Regions from separate parts of the Mus musculus genome. Here region 2 is linked to region 1. A link is a contact called in public promoter capture Hi-C data. All regions are on one chromosome and are shown on one strand. Each heading gives the region's core, a stretch centred on a gene start, on an enhancer-like site or on the middle of the called end of the contact. The rest is flanking DNA. Distances are from core to core; before and after follow the strand shown. Region 1 holds the start of Hspa14 (heat shock protein 14). Region 2 holds the start of Bend7 (BEN domain containing 7).

The links. Promoter capture Hi-C pulls out the DNA fragments that hold promoters and counts their contacts.
Region 2: a promoter capture Hi-C map of embryonic stem cells shows a contact between it and region 1, with 4 times the contacts expected there. The contact joins the promoter of Bend7 here to the promoter of Hspa14 in region 1. A contact is called at or near these places in 5 of 39 promoter capture datasets (cranial neural crest, embryonic stem cells, hippocampal neurons and 2 more), 1 of 484 Hi-C or Micro-C datasets (muscle stem cells), 2 of 115 datasets of contacts at active chromatin or transcription factors (astrocytes and stem cell-derived neural progenitor cells) and 1 of 9 other capture datasets (embryonic stem cells).

Annotation. Positions count from the first base shown.
Region 1 is chr2:3,510,406-3,517,096 of GRCm38.p6, reverse strand. Hspa14 (heat shock protein 14) reads left to right here and starts at 4,283. Exons shown (of 14, transcript NM_015765.2): 1 at 4,283-4,463; 2 at 5,843-5,923; 3 at 6,000-6,082. The coding sequence starts at 4,407. Cdnf (cerebral dopamine neurotrophic factor) reads right to left here and starts at 4,032. Exons shown (of 4, transcript NM_177647.4): 1 at 3,856-4,032. The coding sequence starts at 3,970.
Region 2 is chr2:4,713,770-4,720,460 of GRCm38.p6, reverse strand. It overlaps Bend7 (BEN domain containing 7), which reads right to left and starts at 2,630. Exons shown (of 9, transcript NM_178663.4): 1 at 2,169-2,630. The coding sequence starts at 2,229.

The DNA of each region.
Region 1 (6,691 bases), core at 3,034-5,533:
ATAGCTTATTTCTTCCATGATAAATAAACTTTAGATTACTATAAGTTTTCCACCATATAAATTGTTTAATTTAAAAAAACTGTTTGCCTGTCTTGTTATGACACTTAGCTCGAAACACAAACATACTGCAGTGCACCTTTCTTCTTTAAACCTTTATTCTTTAGGTCACTTATCTATTTACTTTTAAAACTTGATTGTAAAAGAACTAAGGCACAAAAACATGCGTTAGCCGAAGCCCACACAGGATCCAGATGACGGTACCACTGCCCCCCACCTTGTCCCACTATGACCCTTTCAGAGGCAACAGCACACATGGATTGGGCTTGTGTAGTAAAATTCCTTTTTTTCTGGGATACTTGGGTTGTTTGTTTATTTTTGCTTTGAGACAGGATCTCCCTGTGGAGAACAGGCTGGCCTCGAACCCACAGAGATCAGCCTGCCTCTGCCTCCTGAGTGATAGGATTAAAGGTCTGAAGCAAATCCCTCCCTTCCAGAATATTTTCTCAAGTGCCTGCCTGAGGCTAGTTGACACTTTACCTTTTCAATTAAGAAGAATCCAAGCAATGATTGTTGAAGGTAAACAGTAAATACTGTGCTCTACATGTTATATTGCTGTCATTCATAAGACCGGCCATTTCCTGGGTCTGTTGGATCCAGACCAACACAAACGATTGATTAGAAACAGGGAATTCAATATCATTGAGCAGTAGAATGTTTTCATAATCCCATAGAACCATGTTAGTGCACATGGTCCATCATTGACTGAAATGTTGATGAGACACATAACTATAAATCTGAGAATTAGGATGCGGCCCAGGATGGTATGTAAATGTGTAATTCATCATATTCAAGCAATAGTCAGACGATGAGACCACAGAACAAAGGGAGCTGGAGGAAGAGCAGGCCTGGGGACCACCTTCAGGAAACGCCAACGTTTAGAGGTGGAGAATGTGAGACAGAATGAGAAAAGGACTCGTAGGAACAGCCAGTGAGGTAGGACAAGATAAAGGCCCAGTGTTCTCCCCAGAGGCAATGACAATAAACAACAACAACAAAACAAACAAAAACCCATCTAACTGATCACCAGTGTTATGAGCCACCAATAGAATGAAAAATGTCTTCTGACGTATCTTTTACTCATCTTAATTATCAAATACATTAAGTCTACAAAGAAGACACCTGCTGTCATGATCACTGTTGTGAGCAGGAATTCATCAGTCTCTAAGCAATCTCCCATCTTGTCTTCCTATAAGAGAGATCCAGTCTTGCAAAGGTCTCATATCTCTTCCCCAGCATATCCTCATTTGATTTCTAAACATCTCTGCCATTCTGACAAGGAATCATCAATCCAAATGAGGAAACTCAAGAACTCTAACTTTTGTTTTTAAAGATGGACATTTGTCTCACCAAAACATGCATGAAATTTTGCCACAGTGCATATGTATCCTTTATCAGTACTCTGCCTGTTGAGTATAATAACAGAGTTTTAAATCCATGGGATGAGAGACATCATCTAGAGAGACTTTTTAAAAGTACATAGCTGCGTGGTGTGTAGTGAAATGATTTTTTGAATCTTCTGAGAAACCGTGGGGGAGGGGGAGACACTACCTGGTGGAAACTGGAAAAACATTAAATCCAGGAGAACCTGACAACCCTCCCAGAGATGGGGCAAGCTACAGGATGGAAAGACACCAAGACAAGGCAGTAGACCTGGGGAAAAAGAAAGGTAGAGAATCCATAGGAAGGTAGAGTCAATAGACAAGCAATTGGCCAGCAGAAAGAAAGAAAGAAAGAAAGAAAGAAAGAAAGAAAGAAAGAAAGAAAGAAAGAAAGGAAGGAAGGAAGGAAGGAAGGAAGGAAGGAAGGAAGGAAGGAAGGAAGGAAGGAAGGAAGAGGAAATACAGAACAAACCAGTTAATTTTGTTAACCTCATAACCTCATAGCATAGGAATAAGTTCCATTTGAGGATTACTTTTTAACTACATCACGTTTTTTGAATACTTAGTCACTCCATAATCACCTGACAGAAAATATGTCCGGAACTCTGGGGAGAAGGTGGCTTGGATACAGAGATGTAGAATTTACTGGACAGTCAGGCAGATTGATTTTTTTTTGCACTGTATGCAGACTGATAATAAATACAGAGGGCATGACACAGAAAAATTCCAACAACTAAGCCATGGCTAGGCCAAGCATTGATGGCACGCATCTTTAATCCCCACACTGGGGAGGCAGAGGCAGGCAGATCTCTCTGTGAGCTTGAAGACAGTGTGCTTCATAGTGAGTTACAAGCCATTTAGGGCTACATAGTGAGACCCTGTATCAAAAGGAAGGAAGGGAGGGAGGGAGGGAGGGAGGGAGGGAGGGAGGGAGGGAGGGAGGAAGAAAGGAAGAAACAAAAAACAGAAGCCAGCCATAGCCAAAGGTTGAGAAGCACATGAACAAATCTGGAAAATGTTTGCCGTGATGGAGGCAAAGACAGAGCAGCGGCAATGTCAAAGTCATCAAGGCAGGGACTTCAGGAAAGAAAAAATTCTAATACTGTCGGGAGTCACAGAGAAACCCAAGTTCAACCCTTGGATGTCCTTGGATTAGTCTCTGATAACCTCAGCACAGATGATGGAGCTAGTAACTTAAGGGTCCCCATTTGTGTGCATTGGTGTGATGTCAAATGTGTGTGTTACATTGTTGTTATTTAAGGTTCAGGGTTTTCTTTGTTGTTTTGTTTTGTTTAAGGTTTATTTATTTTATATATGTGAGTACACTGTCACTGTCCTCAGCCACACCAGAAGAGGGCATCAGACCCCATTACAGATTGTGAGCCACCATGTAGTTGCTGGGAATTGCACTCAGGACCTCTGGAAAAGCAGTCAGTGCTCTTAACCACTGAGCCATCTCTCCAGCCCTTTTTTGTTTATTAAAGTAGTTTCATACATCAATCTATAATGATTTCAAAATAGTTTGAAGTTCTATAATAAAATCCTGCTTGCCCAAGATGAGATCTTTAACTGAAATTATAACTGTTAAACCAGTATCTTTAGCTACAGAAATTTTAAATAACATCTAAACTTATTTTAAATTTCTAGAGGAAGGTTTGATAATTGCTGATAGAAAGCTGGACTCCAACTACTATTAATACTATTTACTTACAATAAGACTCAACTGCCCATTCCACATGAATCTTGTCTCCATTTTCTGTTCAGTACATCTGCTCTCAAGATGAGAAGATATATGTTTACATCACTTCAATAAAACAAGAAGTGCTACAGTGGTCCCAAAGGGACTATCAAAACTGTTCATCTTGGCTCTTGTTAACAGTCCTCTACAAAATACACTGTTTTTTTGTTTTGTTTTGTTTTTACAAAACCTAGGTACTATAACACCCTCAAAACCAGGTGGGATGGTGGAATTGAAGGTATGATCGCCAAGTCCACAGAAGAAAACAGGCGTCTATTTTATCGTTCTCTAGGAATTAATGTGCTCCTTTGTAAAGCAGCTTGTCTATAAAGTCCTAGTCAGCCGTACCCTTGTCTTTGATTTCAGCAACCCTAACGTATTGCCATGTTTTATTTACCTCCTAGGAATGGCAATTAGTTTGAACCTCAAAACATGTCTTCTGAGCAGAGAAGCAAGTCTCCTCGGTTAGGAGCAACAAAATCAAGTTGGCAGCGGAGACCATTTGCACAAAATCTAATACGAATCCTATTTCACTCCTTTTTCTGCGCCACCTTAATAATGACAGCAAAAGCAGAAGGGTGAAATGTTATTTACAGCTTGGGCCGGGAGAAGCTGCTTAGGCAATTGCTAGGCTGAGCGCGGTGTCGCCGCCATGCAAGCAGGTCACACACCGCTCACCTTCACAGTCAGCCCTCGGCCCCACACCGGCCTCCAGGCCCTGCGCCAGCACAGGGTTCGAGATACAAAACCCGGCGCAAAAGGTCACCAGAGCAGTTGGACTGATGCACCGCATGCTGAGCCTGGGACCCGGAACTACCCACACCTTCCTTACTGTAGTGGGGGCTGCCTCGTGAAGCCGGAAAGAGGCAGGAAACAAGTGACGCAATCTCACCAGGCGTTCCCATTGGCTCTGATGAACGGCGCTCAGGAGAGGGAGGAGCTAATGACCCTCTTCCGGGCCTTTCCGGCTTGAGCTTGAGCAGACCGGCGTTTACGCCGGGCTCCCAAGGAGCGCGGAGTGATGCGCTAAAACTATTGGCTAACCGTTCTGATGAAAGGCGGCATCCTTATGTTGATTGGCTGCGACTTGGGAGGCCGGCGCAGCAGACCGGACGCAGTAGGCGGGCGGGAACGTGAAGTCTCCGCAGTGCCTGATGGGCTTGTTCCGAGGAAGCTAGCTGAAGCTGCTGAAGGGTCCTTCGTTGAGCTGCCGTGGTCTCCGCCGCCTTATGGCGGCGATCGGCGTGCACCTGGGCTGCACATCAGCCTGTGTGGCTGTCTACAAGGTGAGCCTGGGAAGCTGTCTCCGGGTTCCGTGGCGGCCACCCTGTTTTCTGGGCTCCGGGTCATCGGCCCGGGAACCGTGCGTGCAAGCAAGTGGCAATGTTGCGGGTTCTCGGCTCTCCCTCCAAGGCCAAGCACGCTGTGTGGAGGGTGGATACAGAGAGCCGGATCTTGGATACTCCAGGGTATCCTGGACGTCTTGGCTGTTTGAGGAGTTTTAGGGACGAAAAGGCCTCAAGCATGCAGGGTGCACTTAGGAGACCGGGCCATAGGATGCCCAGAAGAGTTCAAAAGACGTCAGGGCTCCAGGATGCCTGGAGTCCTCGGGGCGGGGGACATCGTTCTTGTAAAGACGCCTAGAACAAACCTGGATGTCAGGACCCCCTGGATGCTAGAGAAGTCCTAGTGACAACTGACCGCAGAGTCCCTAAGAGGTCACGGTGACGTCACTGGTTCGGGGTTCCCGGAGGTGGGAGGTATTTGAATTTCTGAGCAACCAGAGCACTGTGTAACTGCCCTCGAGAGAAGGGTTCCTAGTTAAGAACTGACTCTTGCTGTACACACTTGATTCTAGAACTGAGAACTTAACAAGGAACTATAGCTTTTTCCTCCTCAATATCGATGGAGAAGGAACAATGTTAAGGAATTTAACCGATGCTATCTTCGGTTTTAAGTCTCATTCGATTTATCAGGAAAGTCCCAGGGGAGTAGCTACTTCGTTTGTAGGGAAGCAGGTGGAAAAGCTGTATTTGTGGGAGAGTCGTGTAATCATGCTTGCTAGGTATAGAATGTTGTATACATTTGATCCAGCTTACTGCACAGATCTAAACGGGAAAATGCATGGGCTAGAAGAAGCCTTTTATTAAACTATAAGAAACAAATAGTGGCAGTTAAAAGACCAGTTTATGAGGGACAATCTAAGAAAGAGAGACACTGCCAACCTAGTAAGGTTTTGCAAGGTGGAGTAGTCTGAGGACTGAACTCGGGTAGCCTTGTGCTTTTATTGATTGTTACGAAAAAAAGGCCTTTTGGCAAGTCAATTACTGAATACCAGAATGTCTTCTCTGATCTCGTTGTCTGAAGGACCCATTGCCTAAGCAATTATCAACCATTGCAAAAATTCCTGGTTTGCCAAGAATGTCTTGCTACTGAGGTTATGCAATTCCTCAGTTTGAAATTCCCAAAGGAAGAGCAACCCCATAAGTCCCATCACTGATTATTTACAGAAGATGACTTTAAGGCCTGAATGGGTGTCACTCAGGCACCTGAGTGAATGCCAGATACAATGGCATTTCTAAAATTCCATTACAATCTGCAGGTATATTCAATGAGATTGTGCATTCCAGTGTGAGAGAACTAACCCTCTCACATCTTTCCTTAGGATGGCCGGGCCGATGTGGTTGCAAATGATGCAGGGGATAGAGTCACACCAGCCATTGTTGCTTACTCGGAACGTGAACAGGTACGGTCGAGTACTCTCATCGGTGGTTCTTGAAAATAATGCAGAGTCTTGTTGTTAATGTGCAGTTCTTTTTCAGGTGGTTGGACTGGCAGCAAAACAAAGTAGAATAAGACATGTTTCAAGCACAGTAGTGAAAGTGAAACAGATCCTTGGCAGAAGGTATGGCATAAAGTACTTTAAGGTATGGTAGCCAAACATTCAAACCATGCTTGCACATTCTGGGCAGAATGCTAAGGAAACGAGAGACACTCCAGACTGTTTAATGGCGGTTACTTTAGGGAGAGCCCCAGGGGGGTTGTTCAGAAGTTTGCTTCTTGCTGACAGGTCTCATAGTATTAGTGAATGCCAGCACTCACTTCTAGTCATTTATGCCAGTCACAAGTGGTTCTTTGGCCTTTTGCATTCTTGTATCTCCTTGAACTGAGTGAACTAGAATTATTTTGTTGGAATTGGATGATTTCTCTGCATGGTGGTTGAGTTTTGTAAAATCTCTTATCACTGGTCATAATTTCTTCAGCTACTATTGATTTTCCTCCTTGGCCCTTTGTGACACTTTCTGGGAACTAACTTTTCCAGTTGACTCACAAATGTAATCGCTGGAGAAACAGTTTAATTAATATCTTAAGAAGCAGGTCAGTTATCTGTTATGACTTTAATTAGAAGATTCCAGAGGCTTGCTTCCCCAGACTTCCGTCTGTTCGAATCATAGATTATCCTAATAAGTAGGGCCCTTTCATTTCCTCTGGAGTGTGGTGCTTGGCGATGTTT
Region 2 (6,691 bases), core at 1,381-3,880, 1.2 Mb before region 1:
AAAATTAGTATTTTAATGACTTCAACAAATAGGAATAAGCACCTAAAGACTCCCATCCCAGATGTATAATCTACAAGTATACTTTCAAGAACTCTCACAGAATCGGAGTCAATACTAATCACCAAACGTTACTTACTGTGAAGTACAGGAACCTGAAATACCACTGCGCCTTACAAAACAGATATGCTTGGCTACAGCAAGTATATTTGTAAAAATAAAATAAAATAAATAAAAAAGAAAGAAAAGAAAAAAAAATCTTGCCAAATCACAGGCCAATGGAGTTTCTCAAACGTATTTCCACTACCATTTCTGTGAGCATATCAATAGCATGTTTCGGAACTGCCTCTCTACTGGGTTTACCCAGAAAATCTCAGCTTAAAAGTAAGGATGCATTTTTTTTTTAAGATATTGATGTGTTATTTTTTTAAAGGTATACTTTGAAAAGAAGCAAGTCTTTTACCTTTCACATAAGTGAATCTTTTGCAATTACTGCCCTTACTGAAGATGCAATAGTTTATCTTCCAAAAAAAAAATTGAAAAGCAGCTGCACAGCAGAATCACTCACCATTAAAAAAGAAGGAAAAACTTACTATGTTAATCAAAATTTCAAATATAACATCTTGGGATCTCGTGTGGAAGCTACAGCATTTTGATAATGTAGCTCTTTACAAACCAGGACCACCCAGGTATGAAAATAGAGGTCCCTTCTCAACAGCTGTCCAAGGTTTGGGTGGGCTTGTTTGTTTGTTGTTTGCCTTAGCTGTCACAGGACAACATGACAAAACTACCCTCTCTCTTAAGATAGAGTAGTCAGTTTCCTGGGGTCATAAATAAGAAAGCAGCCTCCATTCCTGAACGAAGCACGTTGTATCAACAGGGCCATCACACTCAGAGAGACTTCCAGAGTAGTCAACATCCTGGTTGGGGAGGTGGAGGCCGAGAAGGAGTAGCCAAATATTTTGAATGCATGCACTACACTATTTCAGGCCTCTATCGTTAAACAGTACAAAGCTAAATTAGGGGAAACACAGATGAGCAGATTTGCAAAAATGTCTATAATTAAACCGTTTCCAGACTAACCAAAAGTGAGCTTTATAAAATCCTCATGTCTGCTTAGCTGAGTTCAGAAAAACTCCATCCCTTGCAATCACCCTCCCAATAGTCACCTGTTCACATGTGACTTTTGCTGGGGCCCTTGGAACAATCATGTGGCTCTTTCCTCAGATGCTAGCGGTAGATAAAAACCACCTAGGGAAAGTGGAGCGCTTCTCTGATTTGGCTTTGACCCAAGTTAATGCAAAGATATTTAAAGAGTGTGGGCTCATATTAGAACTTGTACCATTACCTCTGGGGAGGTTGGGGGGGGGGTATCACCATTCTCGATTATTAAGGTGATACATTTTGACAGGTGTTTCTTGTCCGAGTTGGCACCATTTTTTAAAGACTCAAATCAGGAAGATGGACTCGAACAAGAAACAGAACCCAGAGGAGATACTACTCAACTTTCTCCTCCCCGGACAAAATAAACGCCTATAAAGAGTGTGCTGTACACCTGTTAGTCGGCAGGACCAAGCTGGATTTTTCTTTATTTCTTGTGATGCGACACTTGTCTGACTGGTATACGAGATAATCTTAAAACTACCTTTCCACCCAAATCACTCAACTGGAAAAGATGCTGTATGTCAACAATTTCTGCCTTGAGCTTCGATTCCCTAATGAGCTGATTCTTCTTAAAAAGAACAATGATCATCTTTTTCTCTCCTCCTTCTCTTTGCGTGGGGGAAGGAAAAAAAAAACGAAAACAAAAACAAATCCCAGTCTATTCTCGGCCTGCCGGCCAGGCAAACCCTCAGCCACCCCAGCCCAGCGGCCGCCGTGGCGGCGGCACCCCAGAGTGGGCTCGGCTCCCCGGTGTCATTGTTTGCTAATTTCCTGACGTGCCCTCCGACTTGTTTACCTTCAATAACACCCGGTGGGTCCCCCTCAGGCACAACTTTCCCCGCGGCGGGGCGTGTGCGGCCCGCGGGGGGCCCGGGTTCGGGCGGGGACGAGGGGGTCGGGGCGGGCGCGCCCCCGGCGTGGAGCCCGCGGGCGGCCGGGGCGCGCGGGGCCGAGTGCGCGGAGCGCGGCGCCGGCTTCCCGCCGCTGTCCCCGGGCCGGCAGCTTACCTCGGCTCACCAGTTTGAAGCTCTGGGATTTCCTGCTTCTTTTCCTCTCCGAGAACTCCATGGTGCGGGCAAGGTGGCGGCGCGGCAGGAGACTGAGGCGGCGGCTGAGGCGGGCTCGTGTCACCGCCGCGGAGCCGCCGGGACCAAGGTCCGCGTCGCGATCGGCGGGGGAGGCCGAGGGACGGGAGGAACCACCGCGAGCCCGGCCGGGGGTTGCGCGCCCGGGGCGAAGTTGTCCCCGCGCGCGGCTCCGCCTCCCCGGTGTCTTAGGCGACCCCTCGGTGCCCCTTCATGCCGCCTCGCTCTTTCCCGAACGCAGCCCGCCGCAGCCCAACTTTCCGTTGGGAGCGGGGCCGGGCTGGGGCGCGGAGCTGTGGGGTGCTCGCCGCGGCCCGCCTGGGCTCAGCCTGCGGACGCGGCCCGGGGGACGCGGCGAGCCGAGGGAGGGCGGCGGCGGCGGGTGCGGAGCGGCGGCCGGGGCGCTGACCTCCCCCGCGGGAGTAGGGGCCGCGCCGTCGAAGGGGGCGGCGCCGCCGGGACCCCGGGACCACCTGCTGGCGGAGCCCGGCCGCCGCCATCCCCCGGGGGCCGCCGCCACTGCTGGACTCGGCCGTGCGGCGACCCGGCATGGGCCGGAGGCCGCGCGGTTCAGCGTCCGGAGCGGCCCGGGCCCGTGGAGCTGCCCCCCCGGACGGACGCCGCGCTCTGCCCGGCCTCCCTCTGCGGCTCCCGGAGGCGAACCTGCCTTTAGAAATAAGCCAGGGATCGTGGCTCCTTGGCGGCCAGCCCTCGCTCTGTCTGAGAGGCGGGCGGTGCCAGGGCCAGACGCGGATTTTAGGCAACTTTTAAGAGGGGGTGAAGAACTTACCCATCCGCGCTCTTGGAGCAAACAGAGAGAAATTTGAGCATGTACTGCTGAGAAGACTATGGGATGGAGCGAACATCAATTCTTATCCCCACCCTGGGGACTGTAGGGGAAGTTATATGCAAAGGGGGTGCTTGGAATGGTGTTTTGGGGAGAGGAATACTAGAGGTGAGGAGTGCAAGGGGGTGCAGGCTCTTAGGGAAACAGTGGTCATAGCAGGTGCATAGACTCTGCCACTTGACGCAGAAATACCAAAATAATTGCCGTCCGCCAATGGCCATTGGGAGTTTTATGTAATCTTTTTCTCTGGGGAGCCAAGTGTGCACTTACTGTAGGCGCCATTTCTTACCACATGTTTTAAGTGGGAATAGAAAAGATTTTTTACATCACCTGGGAATGGTAGTGTGGAAACATGATCTGACACGCTTAAAAGTACGGCCTCCAAATCTACGGTTTCTAGACCAAAGTACAAAGGGGAAGAAGGGATGGGCTGCTGCTCCAACACCTTAGGAAGGTCAGGTTGCTCCAAAGAATGCAGAGAAAAGGGGGGAGGGGGCTGGGGTGGGCTGTCTTGATGAATGATTGAGGTTAGTTGCACTCAAATGGACAGCCGTTCAAAAGCCACTCTGATAGAACCTTGACGTTAGAAGCAGGGTGACTACCAAGGAGCAAGCAGTGCAAACATGCCTGGGAAATAAAACCAAAGAACCGGTGAGCAGCAAGCCAGCTGGAGACAACAGGATAGACACGGGTGTGGATAGACACGGGTGTGGACACCCGGCAGTGTGGACACCCGGCTGGCCGCAGGGAGACCAAGCGCTTCATCCAGCTCTAAAGCAAATCACTTTAAGAGGGGATTCATTTTTTTTTTCCTACTTCTTTGAGATTATGTTAGAGGCTGAGTCCTTTTCCCAGAAAAGTGTATGGAAGAAATGAAATTGTATTTGGTGAAGTTCTTTGATCTCTTTAGAGTTAAAAGATGCAGTGAAGGGTTCAGTATGATAGTGGTTTGGGCAATAATCCCACTTGTTTCTTCCCCCACCTCCATTCAAAACCAGAATTTTATAAACCTGAAGGTGTCTGGGATGTTTCTAAAGTAAGAAAACATTCTACACCCCATTCTGGGGCCGTGAGAGATAGAGATAGAGATAGAGGGAGGGAGAGAGAGAGAGATCCCTTGTCAAATTTTATTCCAATAGTCACAGGCTGAGTACTACGCTAATTGAATAATGCAGAGTAGTCTCGCCTTGGAGCATAAAGTAAGCTTTTATTGTGCTTAAACTATGATGAAATCATTGAAGGTATCACCCCAAGAAGTACATCCCTAGGAAAGATATCATTCACTTTAAGTTCAAGCAGGAATGTGACTTCTACCTGCTGAAGGGAATATCCTCTATGTAGTTAAGGGGATATTTTAAGAGACTACCTAAAATTAATAGTAACTATGTCTTTGCCCTTTTGACTGAGCTCTTCAAAGATGGTCCATGAGTATCCACTCATGGTGTGTAAAGACTATGAAACAGCCTGTTCTATTGCTTTCTAGGGGATATCAACTAGTTTTATTTACTTTCTACTTGGTACACACCACTGTGGCTTTATCCAACAAATTTATGGATCTACAGTTAGTATTAAGTAATATCAAGCTGGAATTGCCTTGACTGGGTATGTATCTGTAATAGGTTGTGTAGGTTAACTTAGCAAAATATCACAGACTGCCTGACTTAAGAAATTTGCTTTCCTATCACTGCAAGGAGTCCAAGATCAAGGTCTGATACAGTCTGTCTCTGGGGAGGGAGGGATCTTTCCCTTGCTTGTAAACTGCTGCCTGTTGCCTGAGCATTCACAATTGGTATTTAAAAATGTTTTAGATTTATTATTTTATTAGTTTATGTTTATGTGTTTCACCCGAATGTGTGTATGAGCACCATGTGTGTGCCTGGTGCTCACAGAAGTCAGAAGAGGGCATTAGATCAGAACTGGATATGCAATGGCTGTGAGCCTCCACGTGGGGTGGGTGCTGGGAAGCAAACTTGGGTCTTCTGCATGAGCAACAAGTGCTCTCAGTTGCTGAGCTGGTTCCCCCGCACACTGACCTCCAACCTCCAGTTCCTCTTATAAGACTACACAATTTATGGACAAGAGCCTGCCCTTTTGGCTTCTTTTAACCTTAATTACTGTCGATTAGGACCTCATCTCCATATCCAGTCATTCAAGGTCGGGGCTTCAGCATAGAGATGTCGAGGGTCAGCACTGTTGGTTTGTTTGGATATAGTGTCTGGGTTGAGGTGTCCTAGCAAACTCTTTAGATCTAGCTCTGCTCAGTACTTACAGGTTCTCAGAAACTTCAGAACCACAGGTTTACATGTTCTGGAGCTCGGGGTAAGTCTGGGCAAATATTCCATGACATCATGCAGGCCAAACATCTTATTATATGGCCATTCCAAAACCAGGTTGATTATAAAGATTAAGCATAGGTTTTAATCTTTGACAAAGACAGGTAATTTGGCCAGAAAACATTAAATAACCGTAACATAAATCTTAAAATTCTCTGGAAACTATGTCGTAAGAGAAATAAATAGTATTATGAAAATTCCCATCTTTATTTAGCTCTCCCATTTCCCAAAAGAAATATAACATGAGCCATATGAATAATTTGGACTTTTGTATTAACATTAAAGAACAATCAAATTAAGTTCATTTCATAAATACATTTTGTTTAACTGAAACCATTAAACCATTGTCATTTGGACACGTAGCAGAATGTTCTTGAGATGTTTTATATTCTGTTTGTACAAAGTTTTGAAACTGGTGTGTGAGGTGTATTTTGCAGTTGGAGAACAAATCCATTCAAACTACCTACATTCCAGGTGCTCTATGGCGACCATACTGGGCAGCTTGTAAATAGAGAAACTTCAGGATTTGAGCCAGTTGTGTATATAATTGTGACTACAACATATTACCTTTTAACCCTCAAACAGAAAGAAAGGTAAAACAGCATCATCAATCTTAAGCTACTCATACCTCTGGATTCTCTGGAACTGAAAGTGTAGTCATTCCCCAAGGGCTCCCTTACCTTAGCAGTCCCCGTAGCTTTCAGTTGGAGGATAGTCACTCGTCCTGAGGCTCATAGACAGCACAGATAACTACACAGTGGCCCTCCTTAGTCCATCCTTCAGCCTCACACAGGTTCACATTCTAGTTTACTTTCAGTGAGAGAAATTTAAAACAATGGAGAAAGTGTAAGAGATTATATCAGTCAAGTGGGTTTTGTTTTTTTTTTTTTTTTTTTGGAACTTTATTTAAAAGTGTCACCTTATGTTTACATTCCTTTAGGAGCTTCATGTGTTTGTATAGGATGTAATTCTCTTAGTCACTCTCCAAGCTTAGTGTATATTAATGTTCTCATATGATCATTGTTTTCTCAGTGATATTAGGACAGTCTCCAGATTCTTAACAAGTGATAGGTAGCCGGTGATTGTCCCATTTCTTTAAAGTTTTCTATTTTTTCTTTACACCGAAATTAAACACAGTCAAGAATACAAATCTCACGTGGACACTTTGTTTTACTTTACTAATGCAAATGTCTGTGCACCTACCATACTATTGAAAATGTGGAATTGTCTAAACATACGAGCAAGCTCTCCTGCGACCTCCCCAA